Regions from separate parts of the Mus musculus genome. Here all the other regions are linked to region 1. Evidence: chromatin contacts called from public HiChIP or PLAC-seq and promoter capture Hi-C data. All regions are on one chromosome and are shown on one strand. The core of a region is the stretch at or near the end of the contact, and the rest is flanking DNA. Distances in the headings are between cores, read along the strand shown. Region 1 holds the start of Leng8 (leukocyte receptor cluster (LRC) member 8). Region 2 has its middle 17 kb from the start of Mir290a. Region 3 holds the start of Zfp784 (zinc finger protein 784). Region 4 has its middle 18 kb from the start of Nlrp12. Region 5 holds the start of Sbk2 (SH3-binding domain kinase family, member 2).

Region 1 (2,775 bases), core at 160-2,659:
ATCCTAGCCCCCACAATGAGCATTTTTCCCCCAAGCTGTGCAAGGACCCGTTGTGTCTTGTTCCTCTTGCAATGGGCTGTGTTCCCTTAGCCCTACTAACCAGTCTGCAGCACGCTGATCACCCACGTTGGCCGCCATCTGGACCTTGGGGTGTAGGGAATAGACCTCGGGAGCCAGGCTGCTTTTTAAATGTCTATAAGAAAAGAGATCAATTAGCCCCAAGAGAAGATAGGCTAGAAAGAGAGGGTATCTCATAGAAGGGAACACTGGCAAAGAATGGAAAGGAAAGCAAGTGTGGTGGCTCATGACCATAATGCCAGCAATCTTTTGGGAGTTCCAATACCCATCTGGGCTACAAGTTACAGTCCTGTCTCAAAAACAAACAGCTTAAAGAATCAGAATCAGTTCCTAGTGTGGAGTGAAGAGACCTGAGCATGAAAGGAAACACCTCCCTTGGAGGCCGAGACTAGCCTGTAGGATATGAAAATGAAAGACAAAGAAGCTGAGACTTGCATTACGAGTGTGGCTGTGAGGGAGACCTGACTCAAGTGGTGGATGCAGAAACCTCAGTCCTGGATAGGAAATCTAAAGATACTTCTACTACAGCAAGAGGAAGGCTCTCCAGTGACTGAAGTACTAGCTACAAAGAAGTTTGGGGAGAGGGAAGCCTTTGGGGATACTCTGAGGAGGAAGGAATTGAGACTGGGAGAACACTGGAGAATAGAGCAAAGTTTTCAAAGAAAAAGGTAAAGTATGGATATCCCGCTGAGCAGCCAGGTGAAGGTGCAGGAGACTCCTTCCTGTGAAGTCACTGCCTGGCAGCACCTACCAGACTCAGATCAATTACAGTCTCCAGACTTGTATGGGATGTTCCTAGGAGTGGGAGTTGGTTTGGGAGCAAACAAGTGGCAATTACTCAAGTAAGGTGTCTGCAGATAACAGAGGCCCACAACATTCTTAAACTATTAGGGGTGGGGTGGATAGTACCATAAGAAATAGGATGGGTTGAGCACCGTGCCAACAGGGCTGGAGCGGTCCAAACAACAGGATTTACAGAAAAGAAGCCTATTGGAGAAACTGAAACCCTTATAGGAAGCCTAAGGGGCACTGACAGGTCTCAAAGGCCTTTAAAAAACCCAATCCGTTGGGTGGTATCAAGGGGTCCTAACTAGGGATGCACAAAAGAGAGCCTCGTGTTCGTAACTGGTATTAGGAGTAAGGGGTCTGATTTACAGACGAGAACAACACGGACTGTAAGCTCAGAAGCACCTGGCTGTCCCGCAGGCATGGAGTCCACGACGCTAGGTGGAGGTTGAGGCCGCCCTGAACACAAGCGACCTCCCTTGTCCCCCGCGACCAGCCACCGGCCGGGCCGCGCTTGCGCACCACGCTGCGAGGGTGGCCTCTCTGGGTTGCCCTAGGCAACAGGAAGGCCAGCGTAACAGCGGGTCAATGGAGCCCGCAAGGGGTGCGTCTAGGGCACTAGGGACCGCAGGGTTCCCAGGGCCAGTAGCAGAGCGGACGCGGACGCGCACGCGCACGTAGGGGAGCCGCCCCCTCCCCCCCCCAGCGTACACCCGGCGCGCATGCGCAGAGGCGCTCCGGCGGCCACACCCTTCAAAGACGCAGGGCGCGGCGTCGGTTGGCCTTACCAAACAGGCCAGGGCTCGCGGAGCGCGGAGCCCGAAGGCGTCCCTGTGCTCGCCCGCCAGGCCTCCCACTACTACCCACACTCACTAGGACCGCTCGCTCCCGGGACTCGTTACCGGCGGTCCAAGGCAGCTTCAAGACAACCAAGACAGCGCTCAGTCACCGGCTGGCTCTAGTCTGGGGCTCGAACGTCCTGACCGTGGCGTGATGACGTTACCCGGACGTCTGTCCCCGCCCTGTGTCGCGCACAGCCAATAGACGTCACCGCTCGGCTTGAACCGCCCACCACACGTCTCGCGAACGCAGTCGCGTGTTGGCGTTTGTCAGCAAGCCGGAAGCTGGCCCTAGACGGTGGCCCCGTGGGGACAAGTACCTCCCAGCCTCTCGTGCGCGCTCACAACAGCTTAGTTTTGACTCAGCAGTCAATAGTCTCTCAGATGTAACGCATAGGGACAGGAGTTGTGAGGCTGCGCACTGCGCTAGGACGATTTAAAATAAATGAATATATAAGCGGGTGGAGGGAAATGGGATAAGGTGAATCCTCCCTTGGAAGGTTTATTTAGTGAGTAAAATTGGAAAGGCGCACCTGGCGTAGGGAACAGCGAGTGCGAACCAAAGGAAGCGGGAAACGCGTCGCTTGAGGAATGGGAGTAGCCACTGGACTGTGACGCTGGAAAGGTACCTTGTAGGGTGTTGGGATGGTGAGATCTGCTCGGAGTGGCAGCTAGCAGAACTGTATCTTTTAGGATCAGGATGGCCCTGGAACTCAGAAACCCGCCTCCCTCTTAATGGGATTAAGGTGTGGGCCGCCACTTAAAGCTCACTGTTTACAGTAGGAGTGATTGAATTATGCAGCCCAACTTGGGATCTCCCGTTAAAATAATTGATAAGACTACCTTCTTATCAATTATTGTTCATCAATTGACCAGTTTCCAGTCTCACATTGTACAAGCAACTTTTGGTAATTAAACAACACTTGGATAACTCTGTATCATTTGCTAGTGTTAGCTTGGTAGGTTTCTTCCCATCTCTTTTTTATAATGAACTTTTATTTTAGAATAAATTTTAAGTTTACAGAAATTACAAAAGTAATACAGGAATTGGGCACACTATGCCCAGTTTCCC
Region 2 (2,775 bases), core at 168-2,667, 940 kb after region 1:
AAGAGCAGTCAGGTGCTCTTACCCACTGAGCCATCTCACCAGCCCTTATTATTTTATTATTATATGTGAGTACACTGTAGCTATCTTTAGACAGACCAGAAGAGGGTGTCAGATCTTATTACAGGGATGGTTGTGAGCCACCATGTGGTTGCTGGGAATTGAACTCAGTACTTCTGCTGGCTCGATTTGAACTCAGGACCCCCAGGAGAGTAGTCTTACCTGCTGAGCCATCTCACTAGCCCCAGTTTTGGTTTTTCAAAATAGGGTTTCTCTGTGTAGGCCTGGCTGTTCTGGAATTTGCTCCATAGACCATGGCCTCAAACACAGAGAACCACTTGCATGTGTGTGTGTGTTTATTTTCGGTAGGGTTTCACTGTGTAGACCAGGGAGGCCTTGAATTCAAAGAGATCTATCTCCTGACCTTAAATACACATGGCACCACCTCTGGAAGTTTTTGTTTTGCTTGCATGGTACTGAATCTCATATAATTCTGCCTGGCTTGAAACTAGTTGTCTAGTCAAGTATGACCTCAAATTCCTGATCCTCTTGTTTTTCTACCTGAATGCTCGGATAACAGGCATTTGCCACTATGCCTGCTATATACAGTTTCTTTCAGACAAGGTCTTACTGTCTAGCACAGAGTGCCTTGGGATTTACAGTAATTCTCCTGCCTCAGCCTGTTAAGTGCTAGAATAAGAGACAGGAGTCACCAACCAGTTATTGGTTTTTTTTTTTTTTTTTTGGTTTTTTGTTTTTTTTGAGACAGGGTTTCTCTGTGTAGCCCTGGCTGTCCTGGAACTCACTCAGGCTGGCCTCAAACTCATAAATCCGCCTGCCTCTGCCTCTGCCTTCCAAGTGGTGCTGGGATTAAAGGCCTGTGCCACCACCACCTGGCTTATTGTGGTTTTGAGAGAGAGCCTCTCCGAGTAGAGGCTGTCCTGAAATTGCTATATAGAGCAGGAGAGGCCTTGAACTCACAGACATCCTCCTGCCTTCGACTCTCAAATACTGGCTTAAAGATGCCTATCACCACACCTGGCCCCAGTTATGTTTTAGATACAGAGTCTATTTTTTTATGTGGTCCAAACTGGCTTCAAACTTTCTCCTACTTTTTTCTCTCTCAGGACTCTGTTTTCCAAGGGCTGGTATTATACCAGGAGTCACCTTGCAGACCAGACTCAAACTACAGCACAGTTGCTTCGTTTTGTTCTCTCAGGCTGGCAGCCAGCCCTGCCCCCACCAGCCCTGAAGTCAGGAGTCCTCCTAACTTTACTCTTTGCGTAAGGATCTAGAGATCTGGACTCACACAAAGACTTTAGACAGATAGAATTCCCACTGAGTCTCCTGCTTCCTGCCAGATCTCAGCTCTGCAGATTTCAGAGCTGATACGGGAAGGAGTGCCGGGCTGTGGGCCCCAGGCAGCTTTCTCTGCCTTCAGATTGCCCAGGTTCCAGGAAATAATGCGGGGAGGTGTGATGTGCTCGGCTCCTTTGGCCCGGTTCAGTCCAGTCTAAACTGACTCGATAAAGAGGCCTTCTACTCCACCCAGCCAGAATTTCACACCTGCCTCTGCCCCAGGAGATCCCCTCATTGTTTTCAGTAAGGAATGCTTTGCATGTGTGTGTGACCTGGTCTCACTATGTAGGCCTGGCCTGCCTGGAACTCACAGAAACACCCTGCCCTTAAGTCTCGAGTGGCAGGAATAAGCCATTCACCACCACATTTTGAAAAAGCACGTTGTGCTTGATTTAAACCCTGAGCTGCGCTCCCGATCCTCTATCACTGCGTTCCTTGGGTGGGATCTTTTCTCTCTTGCTTTAACTTTGACTTAAAAACCCGAATTACAGGCAGGCTGACAAGGCCACCTGGAATGTCAGTGCGTTTGAGGGCTCCCAAATGTTACGTTTTTTACTTGTTAAAGTAAGTAGTGCTTTAATAACAGAGCTTTCTCCCCAAGACACAGTATCACGATGTAGTCCTGGCTGACAGCTACCCCCAGACATGTGCTTGCCATCTAAGTGCTGAGATTGAAAAAAAAAAAAACCAAAATAGCTCTTCTCTCTGTCTCTCTCTCCCTCCTCTCCCCATTCTCCTCCCCCTCTCTCCACGTGCCCCCCCCACTCTCTCTGCCTTTCTGTCTCTACTACCTTCAACTCCCCTGCCCATGCCCTAAATAAACTCTATTCTATACTAAAAAATGTGTTACTAGGCACAAGCAAGTCCAAGTCTCCCTGTCTCTGTCTTCCTCCTCCTCCTCTTCCTCTTCTTCCTCCTCTTCCTCCTTTTTAAAATGTCAGGGATTCTCTGTGTAGCCCTGGCTGTCCTGGAATTTTCGGTGAGCTCCCTGCTTCTGCCTCCTGAGTGCTGGGATTAAAGGTGTGCACCACCATGCCCGGCACACCTTCATTTTTAAAATTCAGGATTTTACCATGCTTAGGCTGCCCTCAATCAACTCTATAGCCAGGTAGGCTTTGACATGGCTAACTTTCTTCCACACCCTAGGGACAATTGTGTGCAGCTCAGCTTGGCTTCTTTAGCACAGATCTGTACTCCCAGGCCCCAGGCATCCCACATCCCTCCTTTCCAGGGAGAGGGAAAGCCATTTTCCCTTGGCTGCTGCTTTGTTGCTGGGACCACTGTCTAGTACCTGGTGATGAAGTTGGTTTTCACAGTATGGTAGAAGAGAGACTGATCACACACCCATGAAAACCCATATATACATTTATATTGCTAAGGACAGAACAAACAGCCTCACTGTATATGTCCATGGGATCC
Region 3 (2,775 bases), core at 134-2,633, 900 kb before region 1:
TCAGAGGACCTGGGTTTGGTTCCAGCACCCAGATGACAGCTAACAACCCTCTGTAACTTCCCCATCTCAGATGTCCATGAGTACTGCAAACAAGTGGTGGACAGACAGAGCACCCATACGAGGAGGAGGGAGGGGGAGGGGGAAGGAAGGAAGAAGAAGAAGAAAGAAGGAAGAGGAGGGAGGAAGGGAGGGAGGAAGGAAAGAGGGACAGAGGGAAGGAAGGAGGAGGAGACCTTTAAAAATCAAAATAGAGTTCAAGGCCAGCATAGACTACATAAGTTTGAGGTCACCTTACTGTATGGGGCGTAGTCAGAAGGTAGGAAACAAGGAATGAGTGAAAATAGGAAGAGAAGCCAGGCAGTGGTGGCCCATGCCTTTAATCCCTGCACTGGGGGGGGCAGAGGCAGGTGGATTTCTGAGTTCGAGGCCAGCCTGGTCTACAGAGTGAGTTCCAGGACAGCCAAGGCTACACAGAAAAACCCTGTCTCGAAAACAAAAACAAAAAAAGAAAGAAAGAAAATCCCATAAGGAAACCCTGTCTCAAAAAAAAAAAAAAAAAAAAAAAAAAAAAAAAAAAAAAGGAGGAGGAGGAGATGATCACAGAAGTGTCCTGACTTATCAAGTCACAAAGTCAGGCCCTAGAGTGAGTTTAACTCTCAAAAGAGCCCTGTCCTTAGTGCTGCCGAAAACCCTCTTTGAGCTCTTTTCTCCCAAACATCACAGCAACTGAGAGGGGTTAGCTTCCGTCTGGAATCTTACCTGAGCTCATGAGTCTCCTCCTCCTTCTTTTTTTAAAATTGGTTATTTTCTTTATTTACATTTCAAATGTTATCCCCTTTCCGGGTTCCCCGACCCCCCACTCCCGAATGAGTCTCATTCTTGACACAGACTTAGAAAACCTCCCATTCATAAACTGAACCGCTACCTTTTGCACCATGAATTGAAAGTAACCTCAGAAACGTTAGAATCTCCCATGCCTTTAAGTTCACATAAGCAAACTTCGGGCTCACCTGCAGTTAGTTTTAAAAGGGGATTTGGAAGGCCGATCATTATGGCTCAGAGGCCAGCAGATTTCTGTGAGTTCGAGGCCATCTTGGTCTGCAAAGAGAGTTCTAGGCCAGACAGGAATACATAGTGAAAACATGCCTAAACAATAAAAAGTGGGGAGACATTGGAATGCGTCGCTAGGGTGTGGCCGACCTTCCAGCTGCAAGTTCAGTCAGCCCATGCGGAGGACCGACAGGTTTTGAAGACCTTTTGCCGGATTCCGCCTATCCTACCCCGCCAGGGCCCCGCTCATCTACCGGTTATGATCCCGCCCCTCGTCGACCTGCCCCGCGCTTGCGCAGCGCCGCCAGCCCGGCCCCGCCCTTCGCGGAGCAATCTTTGCCCTCAGGGACCGGGCTTAGGTACAAGATGGCCGCCGCGCGCCCGGATCCCCCGATTCCGAGCTCACCGACCCGGGAGTCGCCATCCCCGGAGCCGCCGGACCTGGTGCGGGCGACGAAGGGGTCTGGGCCGGGGGTTCACAGCGAAGAAGATCGCAGGGCAAGGGGCGGGGTCAAGGCGGGGCCTAGAACAATTGGGCGGGGGTATGGTAACCCTCTGGGGCGGGGTTTAGGGAGGAGCCTATGGGGAATGAGGAGCGAGGCCTGGTTGAGGCGGGTCTTGAAGACAGCTTGTGTCTTGGGCTTGGTTGGGTCCAGGGAGAGGACAAGGGAGCTTGCATAAAGAAGTGTGGCATCTTAAGAGGGGCGGGGCACCAGGGAAATTATAGGGCTAGTGGATGGTTGGGAAGGTGACCCCAAAGGAGAGCTATAATTCGGTCACCGTGTTGGGATGGCATGTGATGATACAAGGACTGACTGCCTTACAAATGCCCAAGGGAGGAGAAATGGGTGCTTCGGATGACTTTAGAACTTATAACTAGTAACTGGAAAGTAACTGAAAATATTGGTTCATTCAGCAAACATTTAAAGCTCCAGGGGACCAAAATGGACAACGATTGCGTCCTCTTGCAACTTGCAGTCTTATGAGGAGAAAAAGTGACGATAAAGAGTATTGTAATATGTCCTATAAGAGAAATAAAAGGTGCACTTAAGAGTGGGGGTGGAGCAAGCTAAATTTAAATGGCAGAAGTCAGCTGGGTGCCGGCTTATGGTTGCAATGTAGTCAGTGAGATAAGCAGGATCCAGATCGTGTTGGATATTATAGGAAGGACACGAGGTTTTAAGTGCAATCGGAGGACTTGGAGTGGCGAAATGTCATGACCTCATTTGCATTTTCCAAAGTCCATTTAGGGTGCTCTAGAAGAGGTGGATAATGAGGGGCAGAAGCAGGAACAGGGGTTACCTCTGAGTGGTGTTTTTCATTCTAAGGGGGGAATTATGAGACTTTTAACTAGTACAGAGGAGAGGTACCACCGTGTCTGTGGTATATTTGGGTCAAGAAGGGGAAATGCCAGAACAAGGATCCATCAAAAATTCGGTATCATGGATAACAGGGTTAAGAAATCAAGGGATACGGCTGGAGAGATGGCTCAGCATTTAAGAGCCCTGGCTGCACTTTTAGAGGTTCAGTTCCGGGCATCCGCATGGAGGCTCACAACCACCTGTGACTCCATTCCTAGAGGATCTGACCCTCACTCCTGACCTCCATGGACAGTGACACACACAGTGAACACACATGCAGGCTCTCACACAGAACAGAACATGAAATACTTGGGCTTGATGGCAAGCGCACGCCTTTAATCCCAGCACTTGGGAGGCAGAGGCA
Region 4 (2,775 bases), core at 138-2,637, 870 kb after region 1:
ACCTTGATCTTCTATACATAGTATGCAGATGTGTTTATTCCTCGGTCGGGGGGTCTTCCTTCCTTGTTACTTTGTACTGTCCCCAAAGTGTAACCGCATCTTCACTCATTTGATTGATACTTTCTTCCACATTGTCATGTTTTCTGCATTCCTGCAACAACCCCTTTCTTCAGTGAAAGCTTTCTTTGATATCCAGCTCTGCACACGTCCACCACCCACCTCCCATGCCTGTTCTCACCCGTTCTCAGAGGAGCTGCTCCCTACCACAAGGGCTTTTTCACTTTCTTCCAACACAAAAGCTCAGCCTCCTTTGCCTAGCCTTCGTTCTTATTCATTTATTTGTTTACTTCACTATTTATTCTAGTTTTTCGAGACAGGGTTTCTTTGTACAGCTCTGGAACTCACTCTATAGATGAGGCTGGGCTTGAACTCATAGAGATCCGCCTGCCTCTGCTTCCCAAGTGCTGGGATTAAAGGCCCAGCTGCCTAATTCTTATTCTTTCTTATTTATTTGTTCATTTATTTATTTATTAGTTGGGTTTTCTGTGTATTTCTCGAACTCACTTTGTAGATTTTGCTGGCCTCGAACTCAGAGATCTGGCAACCTCTGCCTAGGAGTGCTGGGATCAAAGGTGCGCACCACCATGTCCAGCCTAGCCCCTCATTCTCCCCTTACGTTTTCCGCTCTCCTTCTAGCACTTTACCTGATCAACAGTGCATTTATCCTTCACACTCTTTCCTCTTGACTCTTGATCCCTCATCCTCGTCCAGCCTTGTGCAAAGCTGATCTTTATCACATATATCTGTTCTCTGACCTCTGGTTCCACCTTCATTGCTTCCTGACCTCACTCACTCTTGCTCTGTCTCTCTTCTGAATGGAACCAGCGGTTACACAGTTCTTGGAGAAACCAAACAGTTGGAGAAAACAAAACAAAACCCTCAACTCTCTCCAAAACACAAAAATCCAAACAAGTTCCCACAGAGAAACGCTTGAAGGAGGTTGAGTTAGTCAGTCCCTTAGGGATGACTGCGGGTTTTACAACTGTTCTTTGTCCCCAGGGACAAAGAGGAATTAGGGAACAGAGAAAAAAAAAGTCCCTCCTTTCACACTGGGGTGTGATCTCTCAAGGGCCTCAAAGGCTTGCTTTCCCTTCCTTCCTTCTTTCTTTCTTTCTTTCTTTCTTTCTTTCTTTCTTTCTTTCTTTCTTTCTTTCTTTCTTTCTTTCTTTCTTTCTTTCTTTCTGTTTGCCTGTTGCCTTTCCGATCCCTTCCAATCTCCTCTCTGTCTCTGTTTTTTATTTTTGTTACATTCTATCTCAGATCTGTATCTTTCCCTCCCTCTAGCCCTCTGACCACTTGTTTCTCCCCAGCTGCCTCTCTTCACCATCTCTAGTCCTGCCCCGGTCTTACTTTACAGAGTCTGACTGTCTTTGGGTGTCTGCGCCTGTTTCCCTTTGGAGACTCTCCCTTGGGCCCATTTCCTGTCACGTGCCTCTGTAGAAAACCTCCAGAAAGAGAACTTTGACACTTCATGATAAAGGGGACTAATAAATTCCAGGAAAAAATCGTTACTTCGGAGGGGAGTCTCACTGTGTAGCGCAGGCTAGCCTCCAACTCATAATAATCCTGCCTCAATTGCCCGTGAGCGTAGATTAAAGGCTTGCACCATGGTGCCAGCCCTCTCCTGCTTTGTGGTCTCTATTCAACCCATTTCTAGAAAGCTGGGGGCCACAGAGCAGAAGAAAATAACTAAAGATGTAGAGGAGGAGAGCCTTGTGCAGGACTCACCATAAACTTTTTTTGTTTTGTTTTGTTTTTTGTTTTTCGAGACAGGGTTTCTCTGTATACCCTGGCTGTCCTGGAACTCACTTTATAGACCAGGCTGGCCTCAAACTCAGAAATCCACCTGCCTCTGCCTCCTGAGTGTTGGGAGAGCATGTGCCACCATAGACTTTTTATGGGCTACCATAGACTTTTTAATGAGGCTAGAATAGGGTTATTGAAGAAGTAGTGGGTGGTCAAATTGCAGAGGTCAGTTCAGGAACTTTAGAAAATTCCACAGGACCCCTCCCCTTCTGGAAGAGAAATGTCATAAGATAATAGGCACCCCTCGCTCCGGAAGGGAGGGGCTAATTACATTCCTCAGACCACAGGGAGGAGGGACGGACCACTGGCTTAACCAATGAGCCAACTTTCTAGCACCCAACAGAAGATATACTATAAACAAACAAACAAACAAACAAACAAATAAAAGTCCCCATGGGCAACATCTGAAAGAAGTCAAGTTAATCACTCAAACTTTTGTTATTCACGGGAAAAGAGTGAAACAAATTTAGATGTTCTCTGGGTCCCTAAGGCCTGAGGCTTTGGGGAAGCTGAGGGCAAGTTTATACTGGTTCCTGTAATAACTGTGTCTCAGGAGCCCAGGCTAGCTCAGTGTCTCCCAAAGACCTGAAAGGCTTTCTTTGTCTCTCTCTTTGCCTTCCTGTGGGCTTTTGATCCCTTCCCTTCTCCAGCCGCTGTTCTTTATTTTTCTTGTCTTCTGTCTTCCTCCAGTCTGTGTCTTCCCTTTGCTACTGGCTCTCTGACCACTCCTTGCTGTGTGTTTTCCCCTAGTTGCCTCTTGTCCCCATGTCTATCTCTGTGGACCCTCCCTCCCTGCTCTTGTCTCAACCTTCTCAATGCTGAGACCCTTTAATACAGCTCCTCATGTTGTGGAGACCCCCAACCATAAATTTATTTTCATTGCTACTTCATAACTTTAATTTTGCTACT
Region 5 (2,775 bases), core at 177-2,676, 830 kb before region 1:
TCCAGTTCTGTGTGTCTGGAGTCCCCAGCTCCCAGCAGAAACTAGAAACATCACAGGAATTTATACTTAAAAAATTTTTCAAGTTTTTCTGTATCCCAGGATGTTCCCTCACTAGGTGGCAGAGGGTAACCTCGAACTTCTGATCATCCTTCGTCCACCTCTCAATGCTGGGATTACAGGCCTGTGTTATGATGGAGATTTACACAGTGGTGGATATGAGCTTCCAGAGGTTCATGCAGGGAAAACAAAGACTGCAGCCAGAACTATAATCCCAACCAGGAACCTACACTTTCTAGATTTAACAGTGAGTTCACCAAATGAACCATGGTGCCCCGGACTGGACTTGGGAACAGGAAAAGGACCTTGAGGACAAAGATGGTGGGTAGGATGGATGACTATTGTTGAAAGCTTTGCTAATTTAGTGATGAATCTTGGGTAAGATGCTGACCTTGGGGCAAGCTGTGTGAAGGGTCCAAGGGACCTTGGCAACTGTGTGTCTTTTACAACTGTGTGACCTTTGTGATTGTTTTTGTAAAACTAAAAATATCTACAAAATAAAAAGTGTATTTTGGACAATGAAGTGAACCCACGTGGTTCTCGGTGCTTTAAACCCAACAGCTGTCCCGCAAAAGGGGTACAGTCATCCTCGATCCCCAGCTGCTCTGCCACCTGTTTCTGGTCCCCAGTCTGAGGTCATTTCTCATGACATCATTTTAGAATCCTCTCTTATTTTGTTCCTAAACAGGACCCCAGTGCATGGCTCCTGGATACACCTCTCAAAAGATTTGTTTGTCAACAGGGCGCCAGAGTCAGGAGCTGAGGAACAGAGCAGATGGGATCAGATTAAAGAAAATCCGAGACCTTTTGAGGGAAGAGGCCAGGGGCTGCACCCCTAGATCTGAAAGAAGGCTAGGGTCAAGATCCTTGGGTCAAATGGAGGAGCGCTGGATTCCTGAGTTTGAGGAAAGCAGTTTCGTTCCGGGGATTCCGGGCCTGAGGAAGATGGCTGGGGTCTAGAATCCTGGGCCTGAGAGAGGAAGGCTGCTCCGGATCCTTGAGTCTGAGGGAGGAGGGCTGGGGGAGGGGATCTTGGATATAAGGGAGAGAGGATGGTACCTAGACCCTCTCTAGTCTGAAATAGGAGGGATGCATTCTAGATTCTTCCATCTGAGGAATGAAGACTGGAGTGTGGACTCTGAAAGAGAGGAAGCAGAGCTGGGGTTTGCATTTCTGGGTCTGATAGAAGGCTTCCTGAACCCTTGGGTCCAAGGGAGGAGAGCTAAGCCACACTGGTGTGGTCCAGCCACAGCCAGTACTAGGATTCAACACACGATGTCGCTCTGCCCCCAATGGGGGGCAGAAGGGGCGGGGCAGAGGGCGGAGCTTTACGAACCCCCAGAGTGAGGGCGGGACTTGCTCCTGAGCAGTCTGATGCTGGCAGGAACCCCCGAAGTGCAAGGCGCTAACTGCAGTAGGCAGAAAGGGATCAGACAAGCCTTGGAGAAGGCGAAGTCTGGAGCTCTGAGCCCAGGTCAGAAGTAGGGCAAGGTTAACCGGCCTGAGGGAAGGCTGCAGTTGAACAGGAAAACAGGTGGCAAGAGTCCTGGCCCCTCGACAGGACAAGAGACACCTTGAAGCAATCGAGTGCTTTAGTGTTGGGGACAGAATCCAAGGCCCAAGTTGTGTGAGTTTTAGAAGTTCCTGGGACAGTAATAAGTTATGATTTGAAGCCCTAGTCTGAGGGAGGAGGGCTGAGGGCTGGAACCCTGGGTCTAAGGGAGGAGGCCCGAAGTCTGGAAGCTTGGGTCTGAAGGAGGAGAGCCGAGGTCTGGGACCTTGGATCTGAGGGTAGATGGATGGGGCCTGGAGTCCTGGATCTGAGGAGGGAGGGCTGGGGTCTGAGCCCTGAATTCGAAGGAGGAGGGTTGGGGTCTATTTCTCTGGGTGCTGGGGTCTCGAGCCCTGGGTCTAGGGATAAGCTTCTGAGCTGTGAGACTTGAACCACAAAATGATTGAGTGCTAAAGGCTTGGGACAGGTCCAAGTGACAGCTACAGGCAGGACCCGGGTGTCCCAAGCTGTGGAGAGCCCCACCCTTCCCTGGAGGCAGAGAGCACCTGTTTTCTCTTTGGAGAGAAACCGCTCATCCACTCTGGGCCCAAGTCTGTTTGCTTTGGAAACAAGATGGGGGGTGTCTCGATGACTTGGTTCATCTTTCACCCTCAGGCCACCAGGTGGCAGTGGGAATGGGGGGGGGGCATCTGACCTCTCAGTTGACCTCACCTCACACAAGTGACTGTTTTCCACTCCTCAGGGTCTCTTACTGAATGGAAATGAGTCACAATAAGAAGTGGTGATGAGAAAGTCCAGGTCTAGACTTCTTCCTCAAACCTAGAGTCCATACCCCAGCCCTCCTCCCTCAGACCCAGGAGTCCAGCCCTCAGCCCTCCTCCCTTAAACCTTGAGGTCCAGACTGTGGTCCCCTTCCCTCAGACTCTGGAGCCCAGACCCTGGCCCTCCTCCCTTGGACCCAGGAATCTAGACCCAGCCCTCACCCCTCAGAAGTCAGGTTTCCTTGCTCTTCCTCCCCTAGGCATAGGCTAGCGAGCTCTGAGTCCTGGGTCACAGTCCTTTTGTCTGTCTTGCAGAAATGCCAGGCAAACAGTCAGAAGACAAGCCAATGGAAGTGTCAACTGTGGAGGATGGAGGTGATGAAGGCCTGGGAGGCCTAACGGTAGAGGAGCTGCAGCAGGGGCAGGAGGCTGCTCTGGCCTTGG

What was found. Promoter capture Hi-C pulls out the DNA fragments that hold promoters and counts their contacts. HiChIP or PLAC-seq counts read pairs in DNA pulled down with a chosen protein or histone mark. Capture Hi-C pulls out chosen DNA fragments and counts their contacts.
Region 2: a contact with region 1 is called in an H3K27ac HiChIP or PLAC-seq map of trophoblast stem cells, with 8 read pairs. The contact joins the enhancer-like site here to the promoter of Leng8 in region 1. A contact is called at or near these places in 4 of 39 promoter capture datasets (cranial neural crest, embryonic stem cells, maxillary cranial neural crest and 1 more), 1 of 484 Hi-C or Micro-C datasets (the Ba/F3 cell line) and 2 of 115 datasets of contacts at active chromatin or transcription factors (astrocytes and trophoblast stem cells).
Region 3: a contact with region 1 is called in a promoter capture Hi-C map of liver, with 5 times the contacts expected there. The contact joins the promoter of Zfp784 here to the promoter of Leng8 in region 1. A contact is called at or near these places in 13 of 39 promoter capture datasets (the 3T3-L1 cell line, 3T3-L1-derived adipocytes, the HPC-7 cell line and 8 more), 3 of 484 Hi-C or Micro-C datasets (B cells, cardiomyocytes and liver), 2 of 115 datasets of contacts at active chromatin or transcription factors (fetal liver and thymic regulatory T cells) and 2 of 9 other capture datasets (adipose tissue and liver).
Region 4: a contact with region 1 is called in a promoter capture Hi-C map of embryonic stem cells, with 2.2 times the contacts expected there. The contact joins the enhancer-like site here to the promoter of Leng8 in region 1. A contact is called at or near these places in 4 of 39 promoter capture datasets (cranial neural crest, embryonic stem cells, hippocampal neurons and 1 more), 1 of 115 datasets of contacts at active chromatin or transcription factors (bone marrow-derived macrophages) and 1 of 9 other capture datasets (liver).
Region 5: a contact with region 1 is called in a promoter capture Hi-C map of liver, with 5 times the contacts expected there. The contact joins the promoter of Sbk2 here to the promoter of Leng8 in region 1. A contact is called at or near these places in 5 of 39 promoter capture datasets (cranial neural crest, erythroid cells, liver and 1 more), 2 of 115 datasets of contacts at active chromatin or transcription factors (double positive thymocytes and large pre-B cells) and 3 of 9 other capture datasets (adipose tissue, liver and pancreatic islet).

The regions. Positions count from the first base shown.
Region 1 is chr7:4,136,114-4,138,888 of GRCm38.p6, reverse strand. It overlaps Leng8 (leukocyte receptor cluster (LRC) member 8), which reads right to left and starts at 1,409. Exons shown (of 16, transcript NM_001374609.1): 1 at 1,270-1,409; 2 at 101-193. The coding sequence starts at 138. D030047H15Rik (RIKEN cDNA D030047H15 gene) reads left to right here and starts at 1,963. Exons shown (of 3, transcript NR_033548.1): 1 at 1,963-2,328.
Region 2 is chr7:3,200,158-3,202,932 of GRCm38.p6, reverse strand. No RefSeq gene overlaps it. Among named protein-coding and RNA genes, the nearest start is that of Mir290a, 17 kb to the left of the region's middle. RefSeq lists a cis regulatory region at 1-2,775. Within about 2 kb of position 1,417, at least 46 of the 459 cell types and tissues checked have an H3K27ac peak or open chromatin away from gene starts, as enhancers often do. A contact at or near this core is called in embryonic stem cells, stem cell-derived epiblast-like cells and trophoblast stem cells, where this site is marked.
Region 3 is chr7:5,037,054-5,039,828 of GRCm38.p6, reverse strand. Zfp784 (zinc finger protein 784) reads left to right here and starts at 1,383. Exons shown (of 2, transcript NM_001039532.2): 1 at 1,383-1,494. The coding sequence starts at 1,417. It also overlaps a transcript of Zfp580 not described here.
Region 4 is chr7:3,266,778-3,269,552 of GRCm38.p6, reverse strand. No RefSeq gene overlaps it. Among named protein-coding and RNA genes, the nearest start is that of Nlrp12, 18 kb to the right of the region's middle. Within about 2 kb of position 1,387, at least 24 of the 459 cell types and tissues checked have an H3K27ac peak or open chromatin away from gene starts, as enhancers often do. A contact at or near this core is called in embryonic stem cells and pre-B cells, where this site is marked.
Region 5 is chr7:4,963,057-4,965,831 of GRCm38.p6, reverse strand. Sbk2 (SH3-binding domain kinase family, member 2) reads left to right here and starts at 1,426. Exons shown (of 4, transcript NM_001146329.2): 1 at 1,426-1,531; 2 at 2,647-2,775. The coding sequence starts at 2,649. Sbk3 (SH3 domain binding kinase family, member 3) reads left to right here. Exons shown (of 4, transcript NM_001200041.1): 4 at 1-572.